Regions from separate parts of the Mus musculus genome. Here regions 1 and 2 are each linked to region 3. Evidence: chromatin contacts called from public HiChIP or PLAC-seq data. All regions are on one chromosome and are shown on one strand. The core of a region is the stretch at or near the end of the contact, and the rest is flanking DNA. Distances in the headings are between cores, read along the strand shown. Region 1 has its middle 67 kb from the start of Gm32643. Region 2 has its middle 3.3 kb from the start of Gm26002. Region 3 has its middle 16 kb from the start of Gm32590.

Region 1 (3,417 bases), core at 829-3,328, 770 kb before region 3:
TTCTCTTCTCTTCTCTTCTCTTCTCTTCTCTTCTCTTCTCTTCTCTTCTCTTCTCTTCTCTTCCTCCCTCCCTCCCTCCCTCCCTCCCTCCCTCCCTCCCTCCCTCCCTCCCTTAATCTCCCCATCTCTCTCTGTGGTGTGTGTGTATGTGTGTGCATGTGTTGTGAATGTGAATGCATACTTGTATATGGAGTTCAGAAGTTGGCACTGGGTATCTTCCTCAGCCGTTCTCTACCCTCATTTTTGAGGCAAGGTCTCAATTGGACCTGGAGTTCATCAATTTGGCTAGCCAGAATGGCTTGTCATTGAGGTCCAGGAGTCCCCCTATCATCCTGCCCTCTCTGGCTACCAGGGTTGGGGTTACAAATGTGTAGGACTGTGATTGCTTTTGCTTGGGTTCTGGGGATAAAACACAGGTCTTTATGCTTTGATTGCAGGTACTTTATCAACTTAGCCATTCTTTCCAGCCCTTTTTTATTGTCTTTTCTAATTCATGATTATCATCTCACCTCAGTAATTGTCTGACATGTGCTTAGCTATTCTGGCCATGGCTGGGTCCTTTACACCGTTTCCTGAACACATTGGGTGTTCTGAGCTCTGCTGGCTGTTCAGGTTCTGCATGACAGAAATTGTCAGCGTTTACTCCTCCCCCGAGAAATATAAATTACTATGGTGCTGTGTAGAGCCTACACTGAGCATCTTGTCAGTGATGACTGTGGGACTGGATACCCCTACTTTAGGAAGAAATCAGTGAGAGCATTGTAGATTTTTCAAGCATATTAAATAAAGGAAATTCCAGCTTGCCATGTGAAATCCTTCTGCAGAGAGAAGGAAGGGGCCCCACACTGCTGACTTACCCTGATAAGCAGCTTGAAAATTCAGAAGGAAAAGAAATGAAGAAGGATCATGACATAAAGACCCAGTGTGGTCAGCAGCTCTCAGATGGCAGTTTCCCCGTTCCTTAGACACTTGACTCCAAGGCACAACAGGCTGTTAGGGGCACCTGTTGTTTTAAAAAGTAAATATTAGCTTTCAGAACAGCGCATCCTGGAATAGAAAACTCAGTTTTTATTCTAATTAGTTTCTATACATGAGGTTGGAGGTTGCATGCAGTGTGAGGCTTATCATTGCAATGCACAAATGCATGAAAATGAAAGAGATTGAAGAGCTCGGGCTGTGGCTGTTGCTTACCTGGATGAGTGCTCCCCTGGCATTCTTAAAGCCCCACAGCCAGCATAACTCAGCAACACAGTCCAGGCTTCTGATCCCTGTCTGGGAATCCATGGTTTCATTTTGTTTGCAGTCTAGGGATGGAATCTAGGACCTTATTTGCAAACACTGGGTGAAGGCTCTACCACTCAGCTGTATCTTGAAGCTTTAATCTTTAATCTTATATTAAAAACATTCAGAGGCAGGAAGATAGATTGGTTGGTAAAATACCTGAGTTTGACCCCTGAAATGATATTTAAAAACAAAACAACAGCAACAAACTAAGTGTGGTGGAGTCAGAAAAATCCCGGTAGTCACTGCTAGTGAGCTTAGCCTGCTTGGAGATTCCAGGTCTCAGTGAGAGAACCTGTCTCAAAGAACAAGGTAGAAGACTCCTGAAAAAGACAACTGAGGCTGACCATCACACATGCATACACCCTTGCATGTACCTCTTATAGATTGTATGTTGAAGTACTGTGTATGTTTTTTCTGAAAAATCCATTTTTATGGACTATTTAAAGGAAGGTTTCATTGACCCATATAAGAATTGTAATATACTTCTAATTTAACCATCTCCCCCCACATGCCAACAAAGATATTCCATTCTCATGCTGTGGGCTGCAGACTGTAGCCAGTAGTTTCATGTGTAAAGCAGTTATGGCTCTGCTTAGGAATGAAGCATATTCTATCAGCAAGCCTGGGTGGTCACAGATGGTAGGCAGCAGAGCCCTGGCTTACTAAGACCATTGTGTTGCCCCCTTTCAAAAATTCATTCTTTTCTAATGATTATGGAGGAAAAATATGAGTCAGGTACTGTGTGGCAATATGCTCACCAGAAGCTCTGTAATACTGCCTTGCCCAATCTTCATAGCCACAGACCCAGCCATCTGTGTCAATGAGTTCTCTCTCTGTCTCTAATAACTAATAGAATGACCAACACAATTCTTCTTATGTCCAAGACTATCTAGCCAAAGTACCAGTTTGGAAGTCTTAGGCTGTGTAATAACTTGTTGTGCTACATCGCAGTCTGGTGGCTGGCTTTCATAGACCTTAGGTATCTGTCTGCCAGGGGATTGCTTAATGTGCTGTATGGTGCATTGTGTTCTGTCCTTGTGTTCTAACAAAATGCCACATCCTCCCCACCCAGATCATCTATAAGTGCACACACTATAGATGTATATCTATAAGATGGTTGCATGGGGGTCAGTCTCCCCTTTGTCAGGACTCTTTTCAGAAGTGACAATCAAATCCCTCAACTTTTATCTAAGATGCTGTTATTCCATATTAATCTTTCTTCCCCCTTCCCTCTCTCCCTTCTTTCTCCCTCCTTCCTTCACTCCCTGCCGTCTCCTCCTCTTCCTTTTTCTCTCTTTCTCTCCCTTCCTCTTCTCTCTCTTTCTCCCCCCTTCCCCTCCCATTTTCCTTGTGCCACTCATCTTCCATTCTAGGGTCTTACTTCCCAGTAACCTTTTGTGACCATGTATGAAGTGGACACTTCCTAGACACAAGGCCTGGAGAAGTAAGGCCTTCCCTTTTTCACTCACAGCAGACAGCTTTTTAAAGGTTCTTCCTAGAAACATTATGGGGAACATGGCTTATTAATGCTCAGTGGAGGCTTGGAACAGACACTTTTCATAACTTATGAAGTTGAGTTTGTTGAAATGATTCAGACACTTAGTTCAGCATGGGGAGCCAAGAGAGTTTAAAGGTATACATGGGAAAGGACTTTTTCCTGTGGTCATCATTGTGTGTTTTAGTTACAAAGAAAATATTCTTTATAGCTTTGTTGAACGAGTTCTATAAGAGAAGAATTTTGTTTTGAAACAAGAGGTACATACATAACTTATCTGGAGCAGGGACCGCATGCCCAGATTCTTGTGCAGAGGCTAAGGCTGGCTCACCATTTCAGGAGAAAGTAGGTGCCACTGAATTAAATGAGCAAAACAGAGTTCAGATGTGCTAGGTGCTCAGGTCATCTCTAGTACATTCACAAGGCATCTTTTTCTAAGGACCAAATAAAACTCCTCCCATCCTCTCCCAGCCGAGGTAGTAAACAACTGAGGTGTTGACTGACAGAGCGTGTCTGTGCTCTTGTCACCAAGTCAGATGTTCAGGGAGGAGAGGGGAGGGAGCATAGTTTCAGTTCCCATGAATGCCCCTGAGTTAAACTAGGGATGTATGAGGAGGCAACCTTCAGGAGGACAGCAG
Region 2 (3,324 bases), core at 255-2,754, 860 kb before region 3:
AGGTCACATATTAGCTAAGCCTACTCTCTTGAAGGGCAAGACATTCCCTTTCCATGGAAACCTTTGAGGTAGTCACACAGGACTGAAGCTTTTTACCTCAGATTATTGCAATGTGATATCTAATAGCTCCAGACAGCGCCTGCTCTGTGCCTGCTCTTGTCTGAAGGACAATTAGATTCGACTCAGTACCCCACCCCCAGTCTTTTTCTCTCTGTATTCCTCTCTCTCTTTCCCCACTTACCCTCCCTAGAAATCTAACAATAAATATATATCAAATGACTTTTATAATTATACATCCAATGAAATGATCACAAAGAGTCTAAAAGTCTCACCGGGCAGTGGTGGTGCACGCCTTTAATCCCAACACTTGGGAGTCAGAGGTAGAGGCAAGCGGATTTCTGAGTTTGAGGCCAGCCTGATCTACAAAGTGAGTTCCAGGACAGCTAGGGCAACACAGAGAAACCCTGTCAAAAAAATGTATGAGTCTAAAAGTCTCATGAAATATAAATTTTGTCAGAAATATTAACAAATTTAAAAGATTAGCATCCAGATGAGATAACAAAGGTTCATGATAATAGTGGCAGGAAGTTTAAAAATAAGCCTGTGACATGGCTCACAGATTGAAAGTTCAAGGCCATACTTGACTACATAGTGAAATTTCAGAGCACTTAGGACACATGAGCCCCTGTCTCAAAAGAAAAAGAACTATGACTCTTCTGCCTCCATCTCCAGTGTGCTAGAATTACAGACAATGGACCACCACACCTGGTCACCATTTAGATGCTGCTAGATATTGAACCCAGGGCATTGTACGTGATAGGCAAGCACTGACAACTGAGCTTATAGCAATAGATAATTGTTGTCTTGTCTGACACCCTTTTACTCTTTGTTGTTTTTGTTTTTCAAGACAGAGTTTCTCTGTGTAGCACCAATTGTCCTGGAATTCACTCTGTAGGCCAGGTTTGCCTCAAACTCAAAGATCCACCTGCCTTTCCTTTAAAGGCATGTGCCAACACCACCTAGTGACCCTTATTTGCTATTTTCAATTCAGGGAATTACAATGTTTCTGGACCTTCTCAGAACTACTGACTCATCTTGGATCTGCTCCAGCAGTCTCCTTGTCCACACTCAAGGTACTGCTTTATTGGAGTTGCTAATGGCCTCAGCATGGGGGTCAGATCATGAGAGGCTGGTGAGAATGTTCCACACCTGTGAAATCCCCTATTTATTTGGAGGAAGCAAATGTCTTCTCTGTTCCTGAGCCATTTGGGTAAGTCACATGGCCAAACACCAATGTATGAGGTGAGGCTGTTTCCTGGGACAGTTGCAAATGAGAAGGAAATAGATGATTATAGATGATACAAACTTCATGCCTCAGCTATCTCTCCAGCCAGAGGAGGAAACTGAGGCATAGAGAGGTTCAGTGCCTCACCCAAGAGCCTTCCTGGAGGTAGAGTCAGTGTTTTGTCCTAAGAGTCTGACTCCAGAACACTGAGTCATTTCCCATATTCTGACTCCAGAGCTCTCATTTTGACGAAAGTACTCACAGCTATCTCTTGTCTCAGGTTTCAACAGTTACTAGTGAAGCAATGGAAGCAGGAGACTAGAGCATGACAATAAAACCGCATGAAATAAAGTTCTGGACTCTTTCAATAACGAATTACCTGGGGCTCAGCTGCTACAGTGCTTGTCTAGTATGTGTGAAACTCTGGGTTCTAGCCCCAGCACTGCATAAACTGGGTGTGGTGACTCATTCCTGAGATCCTAGCCCTGGACAGGTAGGTAGAGGTGAGAGTGCCGGAAGGTTAAGGTCGTCCTTGACTGTGTAGTGAGTTTGAGGCTATCCTGAGATGTATAAGACTCACAAAAAAAAAAAAAAAAAGAAAGAAAGAAAGAAAGAAAGAAAGAAAAAAGAAAAAAGAAAAAAGGAAAGAAAAGAAAACAAAAGAAGAAAAGAAAAGAAAAGAAAGAAAGAAGCAAAAGGCAAGAGCTATCTAAATTGATGTTGTGCTGTTATCTAAATTGATGCTGTGCTGTTAACCAGGAATTCATAAATTGCCTCTCAGAACAATATAAGGGAATCTTGGAGTATTTGTTCTAGAAGAATTCTCTGGATTCACATAAAACTGAGCTCTTGCTAAACACCATAGTCAGGGAAACAGCTATAGAAATCACATGGGGACCACCCATCTCAGGCCCGGGTCCTGTTCCTAAAGTGCTCTTCCTGTCCTTATTTCCTACTAGGTCTGATTTTTCATGTGGAAGAATGTCAATCAGTTGCATCTAGGCTTGTTTCCAGGGAGCACAGAGCTCAGACCCACTACATGCCTCCTAAACAAATATATGTATATACAGAATAAGTCAGGTTAAAGTCAGGCAAACACCTCAGACACCACATCATAGGTTTGAAAGAGGAAGAATAAAGTGAGTCATGACAGGCCGAAACCTCGACTCCATCAGAACCCCCTCCATGCCTGGTCCTGAGTTTGAAATCCAGCATTTGTCTTAATCAAATTTAGACATAGTCATGCATTCTTACTTCCTAGATGTCAGTTCTTTTCCTAGGGCTGGGAAATTGGAAGGGATTCCTGAGGACATGTATTGGGATAAATGTCTTCTCCTGGAAGCAGGACTGAACCCATAGAGATTGCCTCAAGGCCTGGTTCCATGCAGCTGGCCTGTACTCTGAAGGAAGTGGTCAGCCAGGGGTGGAATGACGTCAGGGACAGCTGAGTGTCTGCCACCAACGAGCTTAGGAGAGTTTAGTATGAGGGTGTGAGCTTAGCTCAAGAGGAAAGTGAGCAAGTGGTATTGGTGTTTATCCGCCGAACACTGCGTCTCAATGTCTTGTTAGCCCCTACCTGTTTTCTGAGAACTTTCCCACTCAGTAGATTACCTGCTAGCTTAAATGCTATAGCAGAAAAATCCCATGCCCAGCTTCTCAGCAAGGAAAGCTCCCTCACTAATCTCCGGGTCACTGTCCAATTGTTATGGGTACACAGTCTCCTATGAAGTGACTCTGGGACCTGGAATTCTTCCACCTTGGGCTTTGCCAGCTTTGGGGTCTGGAGGCTCTCCAGTAGATGATTCTAGAAGGGGTATCCATTTCACTAGAAATATCTCATTGGAACTCAGGGATGAAGCTTCATGTAGTTAGAGTGCAGGCATTGTGGTCTTTCTGGGTGCCCAAGAGGAAGACAAACTGGTTTGAAGAAACAGTTAAGGAAAGCACATGGGGGGGTAAACACCATCCAAGTGAGAAGCCAGGAATGTCCCCACACTGTGAGGAAGGCAGCTTTTTAGCCAAGCAGTGGTTTTTACAAC
Region 3 (3,663 bases), core at 1,074-3,573:
AAAAATTAAAAATTTTTCAAATATTAAAATCATATGAACTCTATTATACATTTTAACACAGATTCGAGAAACACTTGACTGGAAGATGGAGTAGAGGTACTTAAGAATGGACCAAATCTTGTTAAAAATGCATATTGAAAGGAAATTAGAAGCTCCTGGTAAAATGGAGGATCACTGGGGAGAAGTCTGAGATGCAGAAACAGAAGAGCTGGGTCGTTTTCTTTGCTTGACACATGAGCTTAAAATTCTAAGAGAAAAATAATGACAGCTTTCCTGAACAGAAGACAAGCCTGAAAAGTCCTTTGTCCCCTGTCCCTCCCCCGCCTCTGCAACTGCTCAGCCTGTGCGGCTCCCAGCATTTAACAAGCTTTTATAAATAAACAGGTGGATCTGGACAAGGAGCAATGCCCAAGAAAACAGGAAAAGAAGCAATATCAAATGAAATTATGGGCAAAAAAAGGATGTTATTTCGTAGGATCTGAAGACTCTTCCTTTTACCATTCAGGAACAAGAATATATTTTACTTATCAGATTTCTATGTTATGAACTTTAAATATCTATCAAAAGTCTCCTGCATGGGTTGGAGTGACAGCTCAGTTTACAAAATGATTGCCCTGCAAGCATGAGACTCCAAGTGTATAAAGAGGAAGGCATGATGGCAGGCACTGTCCACAATCTGGAGAGGTAGAGATGGGAGGATTCCTGGAGCTCCCTGGCCAGCCAGCTTAGCCTAACCACAGCAAGCTTTAGGTCAGCAAAAGACACTATTTCAAAAGACAAGATGGGTGCTAGATAGATAGATAGCTCAGTGATTAATAGTTCCAGAGTTCCCAGACTTGATTCTCAACACTCCTTAGTAGCTTACAACTGTCTGTAGCTCTAGTTCCAGGAGTTCTAAAGACGTCTTCTGGACTCTGTGGCCAATAGGCACAGTAGTAGTTTTCATGCCTATAAGTAAGTAAACATTCATGTGCATAAGATTAAAAAAAATCTAGCTGGGCAGTGGTGGCACATGCCTTTAATTCCAGCACTTGGGAGGCAGAGGCAGGCAGATTACTGAGTTTGAGGCCAGCCGAGTCTACAGAGTGAGTTCCAGGACAGCCAGGGCTATACAGAGAAACCCTGTCTCGAAAAAAAGAAAAAAAAATTAAAAATCCTAAATTTAAAAGAATAATGATGCAGATTTCCCCTGAAAAATAATAGCTGAGATTATCCTCTGGCCTCCATACACACTTGAATGAAGGGACACATGCACACCCAACTGGGATGGACATTTATGTGATATCAAAGAATACAAATCTACTAGACCACAAGTGTGTCCTACTCAAGCAGCCCAAAGAAAGGACATCTGATCCTCTACAAGACCCTCTGTAAATGTGTTTCAGCCTAAGCTAATGGTTGCTGTTTTGTTCTGTAAGTGTCAAGAACTTTGATCACACTTGGCTTTCTGGTCTTTTGGCTTTCTGGGAGTATGTGTTAGAATCAGACATAAACCACAATGCTGTGCTTTACTTCTGTGTGGGGCTCAAACTGGTTTTACTTTTTATTGGTCTTGTTGATGTTACTATTTTGGCAATTTTAAACTTTGTCAATTGCGAGTTCTCATCCATATTGATTTGGATTTTCAAAGTGGGAATAGTGGGCAATCCGGGTATGGAACTTATCTAGACAATGGGGCACTAAGAAGATGTAGGGAATCCCTTATCCCTTTGTCTCAGAGAGTTTTTTTGAGCCTGACCAGTTATCAGTATCTACATCTAGAGTCCCCATGTCCTTTTGTCCAGATCAGGAGCATGCTTCATGAAGCCACTCTCTACAAATGTTGTGAATGTTGATGATGCATTCTTGGTCATCAACATGTAGATGGCCCAAGGGCCCTTCTCACTATCCCTTTACCAAGGTCAGCCAGGAGCACAACATGAATATAACAAGAACATACTAGTTGGGGAAAGATTCTCCTGAATATTGTAGTCCTCAGTTAAAGAAGTGATTTACCGTGTCAGAAATGTACTCCAAGTATCAAATATGCCTGGCTTTGAATTGTCCTTGAGCAAGGTCAATTCTCAGCCCAATGACTACCTTTGTCAACTGTGGTCATATTCTTCAAGTAGCTGGAGGTTCTTGGGCAGACTCCACTGTTAAAACTTTCCTGATTCTAGGCAGAACTTCTGAGAAGATTCAAAGCACATGTTCTCAACACGCACAGGTGGCCTCACTTTAAGGGTCTGGAAGAGCGGATGCCAAAGTCAGATGACAAAGTTGTGGGGAGAGGAAAAGAAAAACCAAAAAAATTAATGGAGATTTCGAAATTTTGTTTCCTGTCAGGGAGTAGGCGCCCACATTTCCTTCCTGCTCACCTCCCTCTGAGCTAGGACAGTTTGACCAAGCCCAAAGACCTCAAGCTAATTAAACTCACCCTTCTTTCTCTCTCCATTCGGATATTCCCCTACTGCTGCATCCTAGCCCCTGGTGGGTCTCCCATCCTTGTTGGTATTCATTGATGTCCCTACACACACTGGGGAGTGAAGTAGGAGATGCGCTAGGCATGAGTTATCACCAAGTTCACAACTTAATAAATATTTCCACTTTCAACTCCCCTGAAGCTCGAGTCCCACATAGCAGATCAGATTCTGACATAACCCATCTTCACACTGGTCCTACCTATCCCTCTAATGAGCTATGGGACAAACTACTGGGCTGACGGATCCCTTCTGACTGTAGTTAATATTGTGTCTGTTTTCTCCGCTGGGCATCAGAAATTTGTATTGCTTCTTGTGATTCGAGTTGGAAACACTTTATGATGTGGGGAATTAGAAGCGGTCTCTCAAAAACCTTTCTGAGAATCAGGTATACAACTAGGACTTGCCTATGAGGTAATCAAATATGAGAAAGGAGCCTTGGTGACCACTGGGTCACCTACGGTATAGTTTTTACTCATGTCAGCCAGTTACAGGGGGGTACAGCAAAGGACACAGAGAAAATCCAAATGAACAGTACCTAAGGCAGGTGTGTCAGCTTTCTATCACATGTGGCTGAGATGATCAATTTGTAGAGAGTTTTGTCTTGGCTCTGTGGATTTGAGTGAGACTGTTCCTCATGATTGGAATATAGAATGGAGTAAAAGCACTCACTTAATAGTGGGGAAGCAAAAGAGAGTGATGAAGAGACTGGGGTCCCATAATTCCCCATGAGAGCACCCTCCAGTGACCTAAGCTCTCCCCACAAAGTCCTAACTCTTAAAATATCCACCTAGCTGAAGACCAAAGCTTTAAGTCACGGGCCTTAGGAGACATATCACATATTTATTATCATAGCAAAGTATGAAGGAAGGGTGTCAGATACACAGGCTCCCTACAAGCCATGTTCCTTCCAGCACCCCATAGGTTCAACAACAAAGAAGTTCCATAAGTCCCTTACCTTGCATCCTGAGGAGGCTCCATTGTGACTAAGTTGACCATCGGTGGCCAATTCAACCTACTTTGTTGTTGGCAGATGATGGCTAGGGTTAGAAGGGAGGATACTAGATGTTCCAATCCTCTAGTTACAAGATAGTTCCATTAGGCATCTCTGATTATATACACAGATACTTACATTTTTGAGATTCCATAGGTTTCAGGAACTGTGTACAAGAACACAGAGATTAAGGCCAAATGAATGTAGAAA

What was found. HiChIP or PLAC-seq counts read pairs in DNA pulled down with a chosen protein or histone mark.
Region 1: a contact with region 3 is called in an H3K27ac HiChIP or PLAC-seq map of acute myeloid leukemia, with 3 times the contacts expected there. The contact joins two enhancer-like sites.
Region 2: an H3K27ac HiChIP or PLAC-seq map of acute myeloid leukemia shows a contact between it and region 3, with 4 times the contacts expected there. The contact joins two enhancer-like sites. A contact is called at or near these places in 2 of 115 datasets of contacts at active chromatin or transcription factors (acute myeloid leukemia and differentiating embryonic stem cells).

The regions. Positions count from the first base shown.
Region 1 is chr8:128,558,127-128,561,543 of GRCm38.p6, reverse strand. No RefSeq gene overlaps it. Among named protein-coding and RNA genes, the nearest start is that of Gm32643, 67 kb to the right of the region's middle. Within about 2 kb of position 2,078, at least 17 of the 459 cell types and tissues checked have an H3K27ac peak or open chromatin away from gene starts, as enhancers often do. A contact at or near this core is called in acute myeloid leukemia, where this site is marked.
Region 2 is chr8:128,646,046-128,649,369 of GRCm38.p6, reverse strand. No RefSeq gene overlaps it. Among named protein-coding and RNA genes, the nearest start is that of Gm26002, 3.3 kb to the left of the region's middle. Within about 2 kb of position 1,504, at least 32 of the 459 cell types and tissues checked have an H3K27ac peak or open chromatin away from gene starts, as enhancers often do. A contact at or near this core is called in acute myeloid leukemia, where this site is marked.
Region 3 is chr8:127,788,086-127,791,748 of GRCm38.p6, reverse strand. No RefSeq gene overlaps it. Among named protein-coding and RNA genes, the nearest start is that of Gm32590, 16 kb to the left of the region's middle. Within about 2 kb of position 2,323, at least 3 of the 459 cell types and tissues checked have an H3K27ac peak or open chromatin away from gene starts, as enhancers often do. A contact at or near this core is called in acute myeloid leukemia, where this site is marked.